3 separate regions of the Sus scrofa genome follow, and regions 1 and 2 are each linked to region 3. The links are chromatin contacts, called in public HiChIP or PLAC-seq maps. All regions are on one chromosome and are shown on one strand. The core of a region is the stretch at or near the end of the contact, and the rest is flanking DNA. Distances in the headings are between cores, read along the strand shown. Region 1 has its middle 31 kb from the start of BATF. Region 2 has its middle 5.0 kb from the start of BATF. Region 3 overlaps TMED10 (transmembrane emp24 domain-containing protein 10).

Region 1 (4,287 bases), core at 682-3,181, 300 kb after region 3:
GGTGGCCGTGTAAGGATGCTGATGCTTTGCTTTGGAAAGAGATGGTCACACCCCAGGACACAGGAACGATGTGGGGGCCCTGCGTCTGCAGAGAACAGCCCTGCCCATGGCCGCTGCCTGGATTCCCACCATCGTGGTGCTTCTGTCTGGGGTAAAAGGAAGATGAGTTGCTGTGGAGCCAGGAAGTGGTGACTCCTTAAGCCTTGTCACTCCTTCACACCTTCAGCATGATTCATTCTGATGAAATTCAACGAACTCTGAGCACCTGCTCACCACCCAGTGGAGTCATTTTCATTAGAAAGCTCCACGGCTCCCCTCCCCCAAGATTCAGGATGCTTAGACCCAGACTGTGAAGACAGCCAGCAGAGTGACCAGTGGACCTCAGATGACACTGCTTCTGCTCCAGCCACCCCTCACCTCTGTGCTGGGTGCTGTGGAGACTGGCCATCTGGGGCCTCACAGGTGAGCAAGTGAGAGACACTTGGGCAGAAAGGATCACACACACGTGCACACACACACACACACACACACATTTTCCCTTGCTGAGTTTAAAAGTGGATCACTAATATGTGTGATTCACTTTATTGCAGGGTCTGGAACCAATCTCACAATGCCAGGATCCTGATAGCAGTTTCATTAAGCCAAAATATAGGTAAATGTATATCTATGTGTGTATGTATATATTTAAATCTATCTGTTTCTACATCTACCCGGAAAGATATTCATTAAAATATTAACCTAGGGCAATTTTTCTCCCAGGGGTGGGATTATAATAGTTTGATCAATAGGTTTCCATATTTTCCAATTTTTCTGCCATTACCATGTGTTAGTTACATTATCTGAAGAACAAGGTCAAAGCCCATTCTCTTCCTTTCTTTTTTTTAAAAAAATGTTATTGGTGTGTAGGTGACTTACAACATTGTGTTTGTTTCAGGTGTACAGCAAAGTGAATCAGCCATACCCATACATATATAGCCATTCTTTCTTTCAGATTCTTTCCCCACAGAGGCCATCAGAGTACTGAACTATGCAGTAGGTCCTTGCTACAGATCGACTTTGTATATAGTAGTGAGTATATGCCAATCCATCCCTCCCCTCCTTTGGTAACCCTAAGTTTGGTTTTGAAATCTTTGAGTCTGTATCTATTTTGTGAATAAGTTATTTTGCATCCTTTTTTATCAGATTCTACCTATTAGTGATCTCGTATGATATTTTTCTTTCTCTGTCAGACTTACTTCATTTGTATGATAATCTCTATGTCCATCCATATTCCTGCAATGACATTATTCCATTCTTTTCTTATGTCTGAGTAATAGTTCATCATATGTATATGTACCACAACTTCTTTATCCAATCCTCTATTGATAGACATTTAGGCTGCTTCCATGTCTTGGCCATTGTCAATAATGCTGCAATGGACTTCCCATGAGGCTCACACCATTCTCTCTTAAATGGCTGAGGATTCCATGTCTAGGGGGTGCTTTTTGGGTGATGAAGGAGGCCCTTTCTCATTTTTCCTCTCTACCTCCCATCCTTTGAGGGTGGTTCTAGGAGAACCTCAAATGGACTCTGCTTTCTCGGACCAGTGTCTTTGCTGCCCTCTGGTGGTCATTTGAGACCTCAGCAAGTCCAATGACCAAAACCCTTTTAAGGGACTTATTCCTTTTATCAGCTACTCCCATTGCATGCAGAAGTTTCTGGGCCAGGGATCGAACCCAAGCCATAGCAGCAACCTGAACCACTGCAGTGACAACCCCAGATCCTTAACCCACTATGCCACAAGCGAACTCCCAAATTTGCCTTCTTAAGGCTCATTTCTTTGAACCCTCTCCCTCTCCCGCCCCCACCAAGGCTGAGCATCCTTACTACACTGGATGACTTGCTCCAGTGTAAGCTTCTTTAAGGCTCTTGTGAAAGGAGTTTCCACTGTAGTGCAACAGGATCAGCAGCGTGGAGCACTGGGATGAGACATGATCCCCAGGCAGGCACAGTGGCTTAAGGATCCAGTGTTGCTACAGCAGCAGCATAGGTGGCAATGGTGGCTCAGATTTGATCTGATCCCTATATGCATGCCACAGAGTGGCCGAAAAAGAAGAAGAAGGAGAAAGAGGAGAAGATTAAGAATTAGAGGAAGAGGAAGGGGAAGGAGAAGAAGAAGAAGCTCTTGTGAAAATGTCAATTTTGTGAAAGCAAGAGCCCCTTGGCCTTGATTACACAGCCAGAGGGCTTGAGTTTCATCAGTGGAAGGGCACTGGAGCATGCTCACCTGCTTCTTTCTAATAGTTGATCAAAGCAGTATATGGTTTTGGTCAGTATCATTACTGCAAAAGCCACCAGCACACCTGCTGAAACGCAAAAAGACGGTGCTTCTCACAGTCCGAGAACACTCTGAACTCCTACAGAATAACAATCAGTTAAGGCTGGTTCCAGGGCCCCCACCCTGGGACGCTTTGAGATTGTGTGGCTTTAGGCAAATTGTGTCACTTCTCTGTTCCTTCATCTGTAACAAGGAATCATTACCATACCTGCCTGGATTTAAACCCTGATCTACCACTTATCACTTGAACACATTACTTAACACCTCTGTGCCTCAGTTTCTTCATCTATAAAATGGAGGGGTGGGGCAACAGTGCCTAATTCATAGGGCTGGGAGGATAGAATTCATCAATACATGCGAATGATTAGATCAGTGCCTGGAATATAATTAGTTCTCAATAAATTTTGATTTTCATTGTTACTGTTACCAGTTACCAAAGTATATTAAGTTAAATGTCATTGTAAGAATACTTACAAACCCTTACATAAAGGGATTTACTATTTAATAAGCCTTTTATGTCTTAGAAACCATTCTAGCTGCTATTTATTTAATAGTTACTGCAACTGTTCAAGGAAGATGTTATCTTCCTTTTATAAATGAAGAAGCTAAGATTCAGAGAGATTAAGCAATTCACACAAGGTCACACAGCTAGGAAACATAGAACCAGAGTTTAATTTCATTGGTTTGGCTCTGGAGCCTCTGTTCTTTCCTGTCTGATTGCCTGCTGCCTTCGAGGTTAGCTCGTTTTTATTAATTTGGAATACTTTACCCCCACTCTATTCAGTTTTAAGTTAAGGTAATGCTAGTTGCCACAACAGATAAACCCAAATCTCTGTGGCTTTGGGTAATAGAACTATATTTCTCATCAATGCAATAACTCATGAGAGCATTCCCCTTTGGTGGCGGGTCTTCCACATGGTGATTCAGGGACCCCAACTCCTTCTATCTTGTGGTTCTCTGCTCCCTGAGGGCTTTGGAGTCCTCTGCATTTAGCTGGTAAGTGAGCAAAGAACATGGACCAGGCCTGGAAGTGGCACTTATCAACTCTGTCCAAATTCCATTAACTTCAAGCTCAGTCACAGGGTCGCGCCTAACTGCAAGGGAGGCTGGAGGAATGTAGTTTTGCTCTGAGTCCAGGAGACAGAAGAAATATAAGCTGCCAGACAGTCTCTGCCACATCTGGCTTATGCACTTTTTTTTTTTTTTTTTTTTTTTGCTTTTTAGGGCCACACCTGCAATATATGGAGGTCCCCATGCTAGTGGTCAAATCGGAACTGCAGCTGCCAGCCTATACCACAGCCACAGCAATGCTGGATCCAAGCCTTGTCTGCAACCTACACCACAGCTCACAGCAATGCTGGATCCTTAACCCACTGATCGAGGCCAGGGATCGAACCTGCATCCTCAGGGAAACTAGCTGGGTTCGTTACCACGGAGCCACAATGGGAACTCCTGGCTTAGGTCTTAAACAGCCTTGAGGTCTTGGTTTAAATTTCAGTTCCTCCAGTAAAAAATTCTGGCCCTTTGGGTCTGGAGTGGGTGTTCCTCCTCTGCACACCCTCCCTTGTAGCATTTGGTGCATGGAATTATAATGGCTTAATCATCCCTCTCCTGATTAATCTGTGGGCTGCACTAGAGCAGGGGCTGTGCCAGTCTCAGTCACTGCTGACTTCCTCGCTCTTACTCGGACCCTGGCCATAGTAGATGCTCGATAATTGCTGAATGGATGATGTCCGTTGCAAATGGCTAAGGGGGCAGAGGAAGTGGTTGTGAGTGGTCTCTTGGGCTCCCCTCCCCCCGTCATCACTGAGTTTCAGAACCATGGACGGCTCATCCCGGAACCGCTCTGGAAAGCCCTCTGAGGTTGAGGTTGGGGTGTCTGTGCTTTAAGAATGGAACTGAGACATTGAGTGTGGTCACAGGTTGTCTGTGCCACTGCACCTGCCCCCAGGGAGGACCCCACATAAACA
Region 2 (4,414 bases), core at 281-2,780, 320 kb after region 3:
TGCCGTTGTGGCAAAGGTCGTGGCTCTGGTTTGGTTTCAATCCATGGCCTTGGAATTTCCATATGCTGTGCAGCAAAAAAAAACCAAAATAAACAAACAAAAACAAAACCAAAAAAACCTGCGTGTGTGTATATATGTGTGCATGTGTGTGTGTGTGTGCATGTGTGTGTGTACACCATAATTCTTGTTACCTCATCTTGATATATCTTCATTTTACAATCCAGTTGGCTATTAAACAACGGAGTGGCCCTTCTCTTGACAATGAGAGCTCTTGCTCCCTTCCTGCTGCTCCATGAGGGGCAGGTGAGAAGGATGGATGCTGGAAGCCGCTCGGATGATCACCCCAGGAGCTGCCTTGGCCTGTGGTCAGCATGGCTACACCCACAGGCTAAACCAGGTCCAAAACCTGGGGACTCGGAAGCTACATGGAGCAAACACATCTGTTCAGAGGTTTCCTAAACGTTGACAGGGTTTGTGAGGTCACCAGGTCGAGACTGATGGGGAAACCGTTGCTTTGGGGTGCATGGTGTTCAATCCAGTGGTTTTTACCTGGGGCCATTTTGATGCCCGTCCCCACAGAATGCCTGGCAAGGTCCAGAAACATTTTGTGATTTTTGTAACGGGGGAGATTTACTGGCACCTAGTGGGTAGAGATCAGAGACGTTGCTAAACATCCTACAATGCACAGCATAGCCACCCAATAAAGATTTATCCACCTGAAATATCAAAATACCAAAGTCTGGCTTTAACCCTTTGGGGCCAGCACATTTGCGGCTGCCATTCCCTCCTAAGAAGTTTCCTATCTGGGCTTGAGGCTGGAGAGGGCTGGATGACAGGTCTTGCCAAGGCCCTTGGGGGAATTTCCCTACCGGCCCCTGGCCACCCACTCTGGCCCTTTTGCTGGAGGACTCTGCCCTCAGGTAAATATTTTCCCTACTTGTTTGGGAAACTTTAACAAAAATCCCCTTTAACCATCTCGTAAGCAATTGAAGACTTGCCATTCTGCGCTTTGTGCTTTTACCATCAAAAAAAAAAAAAAAAAAAAAAAATTAAGAAAGCTAGGGGATTTTTATTATTTTTGTTCAAATAACTAAAAAGTTGCAGTCAACCCTTAAGATGTCAAAGCTGGCACCTTCAGCAAAGTGCTCAGATGGAGCTCGGAAAAAAGAGTGGGTTTGGTGTCAAGGCCTGCACGGTCTAGATGGGAGGGGTGAGAAGCCAGGAATTCTGACCTGGGTGGGGCAGCCTGGAAGGGTGGGCAGCAGCTGACGGGAAGGCCTGCCGCCCCCCGCCTCCAGCCACCAGTGAGGGGCCCTTGGGGACCCGGGGGACATTTGCCTGCACACTCAGGAAATTCTTCTTTCCTCTTCCTGGGTTTCGTCTTTACTAACTAGAGAGCCGGCTATCAGGGAATGGGAGGTGAAAAGCTCTGGGAAAGTGAAACTGCGTTTCGGAGGAAAAGACAGAGGCCCGAAAGGCAGCCGCGGCCCCAGGCGCCCGCAGGTGGCACCTGAGAGCCTGTGAAGGGAGGAGGCGAGGGAGCGCTCCCGACCCCTCCTGACCCTTGTGCCCCCGCCCAGCTCCCCGCACCGGGCCCTGGCCGGACCCGCGCTGGCGGACCGGGACCCCGGGGATAGTGCACACAGGTTGGGCACTAGCTCCAAGCGGGTGGGGAAAGTAGATCCGGAGCCGCTTCACCCCAGGGAGTTGAGGCCTCTGTGTCCCAGAGCAGGTGAAAGAGAAAAGAACCGAGGTGGAAACGAGCTGGGCCTGGAAACGACTGAACTCTGAGGCCACGAAGGGCCGCCTCCCGGAGAAAGGTGCTCCATCCCAGGGCTTTTGTGGCTTTGTGTTAAAACTACCCCCTGGGGAGCTTTTAAAGAGTTCTTCTGAGCGCAGACCCATCAAACCAGAATATCCGAGGGCGACCCGAGCAATTGAGTTCCTTTCTTCTTTTTGGCCTTGGGAGATGGTGCACCTCCTTCCAGGGATGGCAGTGTGACTTCCGAAATGACAGTTCTGAAGGAAAAATACCTAGTCCTGTAGTGGGTCCCCCGCCCCCACGCCCCGGGAACACATCACAGACATTCAGGAAGTTTCTGCTTTGAACTGTTCCTCAGTTTCAACCCATTTTCTTAACGATTTGGTCAGAGCTGGAAATGAGCTGATTCAGCAGGGGCTGGAGTGAAGTTTGTATTTCTGATGGCACTGGGGCACAGCCAAGATGTGAAGACACATCTAGGCTGATGTGAAGACAGCAAGTTTGTGGTACTTTTAAAAACACCCTCAGGAGTTCCCGCCGTGGCTCAGCGGTAACGAACGTGACTAGGACGCGGGTTCGATCCCTGGCCTTTCTCAGTGGGCTAAGGATCCGGCGTTGCCGTGAGCTGCGGTGTAGGTCGAAGATGTGGCTCAGATCCTGCGTGTCTGTGGCTGTGGCGTAGGCTGGCGCCGGCGGATACAGCTCCATTCAACCTGTAGCCTGGGAACTTCCATATGCCCCTGGGGTGCGGCCCTAAAAAGAAAAAGGAAAGAAAAAAAAAAAAAAAAAACCACCATCAGATTTTCCATTACCTTAAGAAGCCCATTTGCCTACAATGTATCCTGCTAATTTTAAACAAGGCTGACCCAATAGGCACTTGCATTATGATACTATTTAATTATTTAGGCCCTGCCTGTGGCATGGGGGAGTTCCTGGGGTCAGGGATTGAGCCTGCAGCACAGCAGTGATCCCAAGCCATAGCATGACAACATCAGATCCTAAACCACTGGGCCACCAGAGAACTCCATGATACTAGTTATTTAAACAATAAAATACAGATAGGCAGATATCTACTGCCCTAAATTCTTGGAGCTCCCCCTTCCCGCCACTTTTCTTCTCTCCCCCTTCAGGACCACCCCTTCTCCCACCTCCCACAACCAGCAACTCCCACCTCCCACCTCCCACCTCCAGCCAGGTTATTGGCTTTCAAAGAATTACATTACCATACAGGATGCTTCTTTCTCACATAATTGGTGAAAATGCCTATCAGCTTATCACAGGAAAATTTTTTAAAGTGTCAATGTCTCCAGTACTGTATTATAAATGTGAGTGTAATAGTGTATGCCATAAAAATGTTATGATTCATTCATTCATGTACCATGAAACAATCGTATTGATTACACAAAGCTACCACAGAGCAATCATATTGTTGCTTGTTATCAAAACATGAGTCCTTACACCTGTCAATAAATGTGAATTTCTCTTTCACATTGTCTTTTCACTTTTGATATCTAGTGTTAGTAATACATAGAATACCTACAGTGTTTTATAGCACATAAGACATGGTTGATGTAGGTACTGACAATTCATCTTGTAAACAGTGACACAAACATAACAGTATCGATAAATACAGTACAGTTCTGTAAACATAGTTTATCTTCTGTATGATTTCTTTATAACACATTCTTTCTCCTAGCTTACTTTATTATAAGAATATCTTATATAATACATATCATATACAAAATATGTGTTAATCAACTGTTTATGTTATCAGCAAGGCTTTCAGTCAATAGTAGGTTATTAGTAAGGTTTGGAGGGAGTCGAAAGTTATATGGGATTTTTGACTACATAGGGGTCAGCACCCCTAACTCAAGGGGTCAACTCAAGGGTCAACTCTACTTACCTCTGTGACTGATGGGAGAATTCAGTGAGTCATGTTATGTGCCTGGCACATAGTGACACACGGCAAGGGTGTTGAGTATAGTTGTACAAACTCCTCACTGTTCAAGAGCCCCAATCTTGGACGTCAAATAGGGGCTTACCAGACTCTGCCTTTTGGCCTGGGATTGCCTACCAAGAGATGGCACTGTTTTCTAATTTGTACCAGGGCCGTGCATGAGCCAACAACTGTCCTGATAACGTGTGCGTTGTCAGTGTAAGGGATTTAAATGTCTAGCAAATGCTACCTTAGCATGAGCTTCAGCTGTGGGCTGATGCTGACTGAGCTAATGCTGTTTCACAGCAGTTGCTTGGTGGCTTTGTGGTGTTCTCCAGAACAATCTCAGGGAGAATGCCTGTATTCCAAGCCTTGCCAGTGATCCTTCAGATATGGTGCAATACAAAATAGCAACTAAATGTAAAAATATGACCAATGTCAAAAGTTAAAGAGCATGCAACGCAGTACTCTGTATTGCTTAGGTACCATAGAGATATGGTTCAAGTAGAGAGAAATGAATAAGAAAGATAAAGACCACATTCTGGATGAACGTTACCTGGGTGAGGAGGGAATGGGATTCAGGAGGAGTCTCGGGTTCCATTCATAACTTATTTAATAAGCTTTATGGTGGATATGCAAGTGTTTATTATTCTGTAATCTTAAGTATTTAGAGATAATTTATAATCAATACTATTGAAAGAGACCATCGTTCTATA
Region 3 (3,767 bases), core at 268-2,767:
TAATAATTGCTTTCATTCCCACAACTGTAAGATTAGACAGTAAGTCCCTGAAGACAGCTGTTCTAGTTCAGAGACCAGAAACGAAAAAGAAATGGCTTAATTCACATACTGATTCTACAGAGATGTTCCCCTCTGAGGGGCAAATGATAGTGGCGAAAGGTCTTAAAATACAACAGAGAGAACCAAGAGTGCTTTATGTCTCAGGACATAAACATTCTTTCTCTTTAAAAATTTCAAACTACAAAAAAGACTATGCTTCTCATCACAAAATAACAACCGTTCTGCCTTTAAATAAGATCACCTTACATTCTGTACTGTTTTTATAGAAGTTACAGGCATTAACTAATCCTCCATAACAACTTAGTAGGTAGCGTAGTGCTCTGCCCAGCTATTAAGACACTGATTACTACTGAATTTTTTTTTTTTTTTTTGCTTTTTAGGGCTGTACCCGCAACATATGGAGGTTCCCAGGCTAGGGGTCTAACTGGCGCTGTAGCCGCCGGCCCTAGCCACAGCCACAGCCACACCATATCCGAGCCTCGTCTGCAACTTACACCACAGCTCACGGCAACAACGGATCCTAAACCTGCTGAGTGAGGCCAGGGATCGAACCTGCAACCTCACGGTTCCTAGTCGGATTCGTTTCTGCTGCACCACAACGGGAACTCCACTACTGAATTTTAAAGGACCACGTGGGATTTTAGAATTATGAAGTCCGCAAATGTGAGGAGAGAGATGCTGAATGAGAAAAAAATTAAAAGAAACGTACCACTTTCCTGAATTTAAATACCGACACAGAAGGGCTCCATCCTCTGGAGATAAAGGCTCTCCTTTGCCTCAAGGGCCTGAAACTAAATGCTTCGAAACCTCTACTTATGCTCAGTGCTCTCTGGTAATTAACCAAGGAACAAGTGCTTTCTATTATTCATGTTCTTGTCATAGGCATTAGCCCAGAGACAAGTAACAGATATTTTTTTAAAAAAAATTTTAGGTAGTTCCCGTTGTGGTGCAGCAGAAACGAATCTGACTAGGAACCATGAGGTTGTGGGTTTGATCCCTTGCTTCTCTTATCAGGCTAAGGATGTGGCGTTGCCATGAGCTGTGGTATAGGTCACAGAGGTGGCTCAGATCCCACACTGCTGTGGCTGTGGCGTAGGCCAGCAGCTGTAGCTCCGATTTGACCCCCAGCCTGGGAATGTCCGTATGCTACAGATGCAGCCCTAAAAAGTGGGGGAAAAAATTTACTATAGGTGATTTACAATGTTCTGCCAATTTTTGAGCAAGGTTAAGGGAACCTAGCCACAGACTGAGAAAAGGGCTGGGTTTTGGCCTATGTCAAAACCACTTCCTTTCTGCCTCAGTCTGATCTGCTTTTTTGGGGGGTGGGGGAATGGGGAGGTAGGTCACTGAAGAAAGTATTGGGAGGAGTTTCTTGGTTAAGAAAAAGACTTTAGAGCTGTGTTGTAACCATGTGCGTAAAGAAAGGCTTAGGACGCGACAGACTTCCGAAGCAGGAAGCAGGCAAAGGAAGCACTGTGGTTTCCTTTCTGCTAGGGATTCCCCTCCTGGGTTAAGTAAAAGGTCAGGAAAAATAAAGGACTTTTCCCAGTGTTAACAAAGTCCAAGGATGATGGCAATTCCAGGAGGTATAGGTTCTAAAATGCTATCTGACAGCCCACATCATTCTATATGTAAACTCACCATAATACCATCTATTTTAGAGAAGAACAAACTATGTCTAATATAAACCAAGTGTCCTGTTATTTAATATATAACACCTACTGATGGCCATCATATTAGAGGGGAAAAGTCACAAAAGGCAAAATTCCACATAAAAGCAACTCAATGAATGCTTGCCTAGAGAATTGTCTGAGGTGGATGATACAGCAGCAGTACTCAAAAACTGAAAATCATTTCACCTACTCTTCTACCTCATAATAATATAACATTTTTCTTAGTGTTTTAGACCTTACAACAGCACTTTAACATATTATATTGTTTAAATATAATCAGGATTCTCCTGAATCATAAACACTTAAAAGGATTTTTCGATTTACTCCTAAATTCATCAGACAAAGAGGCTCTTGCTTTAACTCTTTTAACTAAACTATCCTGAAGCCAGAAACAAGCAAGAGTCTCCACTAGGAACTGTCTTCCACTCACAGCTCCATCAATTGCTCCTGTTTCCTGCCTACAAATAACTCAGTCTAGTTTTGTTCAACTGAACCCATGAACTAGGAAAAAGAGGCAAGACCTGGAGAGCTGCAATTATTGCAGTACTACTTCCTGTTGAAGAAGCAGCCAGTGGCTTCCAGTCTTCTTCCATTTTAGGATATTTCCCTTCTAAGTTCTGACCAAAGATAGAACAATTTCTCCCGCTCCATCATTTCTAGAGAATTTGCTTAAATCACTTAAAGCAACTTTCCTTTGTTTATTCAGTTTACCTTCTTCAAAAGCCATTTGTATTTCCTACACCCCATCTTTTCTTCATGCCTTCGGGTACTGTTGTAGAAAGACTCTGATCTGGGTAAAAACATGCTAATCTTTCTATAAAGATCAATCCTCCAATCTTAAATAGTTCTTGTGGTTTTTCAAAGGTGCTCTTCATTTGAAGAGCCTTTTTTGTGCTGCCTCCAGAGTCTCTCATGAAAGGGATAGGAAGGGCTCAGTCCCCCTTCCCCTTATTCTATGCACACTTCCACCTTCCTACCACCCAAATAAAGGTCTGTTTTTGTTCTCTACGATACTTCTGGTTAGCAAAAATCCTAATCTCGGAGTTCCTGCTGTGGCGCAGTGGAAGCAAATCTGACTAGGAACCATGAGGTGGGTTCGATCCCTGGCCTCACTTGGTGGGCTAGGGATCTAGCGTTGCCATGAGCTGTGGTGTAGGTCACAGATGTGGCTCAGATCTGGCGTTGCTGTGGCTGTGGGGTAGGCTGGCAGCTGTATCTCAGATTCAATCCTTAGCATGGGAACGTCCATTCGCCGAGGGTAAAAAAGCAAAACAAAAACAAAGCAAAACAAAACACACCTAATCTCTTGCAGTTTTTCTTCCATCTTGCTCTCTTTCTGAAAAATTTGAAATTGAAATTATTTTAACTAAAAGCTACTTTTGACTACTACATTTCTCAAAGACAGCACAGTTGTTCAAGTCTAAATAGCAATGAATCCATGCCCTAGTTTTATACATAGCTGTCACTCTGGGAATAAAAGCCATAGGGATTAAAACCAAATCACTTCTCTTAACCTTGAACATTAACATATAAATGAATTCCGGCTTTAAAAAATTACAACTATATATCTGGTTTCTGTCTCAAGAGCACTAATAGCATATACTTAAGTGTTTCATCATACCAACATTTCTATGGGACAGTTGGTCCAGTCACTTGGCTGACAGCACAGCCAGAATTATTGTTCAAGGCTGTTAACATAACTTTTTATATCAAGCTGGTTGTCACATGACTGCTGAGAAAACCACAGCCTTCTGGGCAAAGCACAGCCTGCTGGCCTGACTAGGTCACAGAAACCTCACAGACCAGCATGCTGCTGCCTCTACTGGCTGTTACAGCAGGACATACCTCTTCGTAATTTTTTGCCTCCACTCCATGCTTCATGTCTAGGATCACGAGTTGGTCAGGTATCCGCCCTGTTCCTGAGAAAGAAATCAAAGGATTCATTGTGCGGAATATTTAAAATTCCGGGAAATCACCCACCCACCCTCTCTCTCCCTCCCTAACCCCTACCCTCTCAATAGAGGGAAATAGCCT

The links. HiChIP or PLAC-seq counts read pairs in DNA pulled down with a chosen protein or histone mark.
Region 1: an H3K27ac HiChIP or PLAC-seq map of alveolar macrophages shows a contact between it and region 3. The contact joins two enhancer-like sites. A contact is called at or near these places in 2 of 5 promoter capture datasets (fetal skeletal muscle and liver), 17 of 47 Hi-C or Micro-C datasets (alveolar macrophages, embryonic fibroblasts, fetal heart ventricle and 10 more) and 2 of 2 datasets of contacts at active chromatin or transcription factors (alveolar macrophages and skeletal muscle).
Region 2: an H3K27ac HiChIP or PLAC-seq map of alveolar macrophages shows a contact between it and region 3. The contact joins two enhancer-like sites. A contact is called at or near these places in 2 of 5 promoter capture datasets (fetal skeletal muscle and liver) and 1 of 2 datasets of contacts at active chromatin or transcription factors (alveolar macrophages).

Annotation. Positions count from the first base shown.
Region 1 is chr7:98,637,225-98,641,511 of Sscrofa11.1, forward strand. No RefSeq gene overlaps it. Among named protein-coding and RNA genes, the nearest start is that of BATF, 31 kb to the right of the region's middle. Within about 2 kb of position 1,932, at least 1 of the 83 cell types and tissues checked has an H3K27ac peak or open chromatin away from gene starts, as enhancers often do. A contact at or near this core is called in alveolar macrophages, where this site is marked.
Region 2 is chr7:98,663,016-98,667,429 of Sscrofa11.1, forward strand. No RefSeq gene overlaps it. Among named protein-coding and RNA genes, the nearest start is that of BATF, 5.0 kb to the right of the region's middle. Within about 2 kb of position 1,531, at least 38 of the 83 cell types and tissues checked have an H3K27ac peak or open chromatin away from gene starts, as enhancers often do. A contact at or near this core is called in alveolar macrophages and liver, where this site is marked.
Region 3 is chr7:98,338,189-98,341,955 of Sscrofa11.1, forward strand. TMED10 (transmembrane emp24 domain-containing protein 10) reads right to left here. Exons shown (of 5, transcript XM_001926711.5): 3 at 3,579-3,652. Among named protein-coding and RNA genes, the nearest start is that of NEK9, 18 kb to the left of the region's middle. Within about 2 kb of position 1,518, at least 30 of the 83 cell types and tissues checked have an H3K27ac peak or open chromatin away from gene starts, as enhancers often do. A contact at or near this core is called in alveolar macrophages and liver, where this site is marked.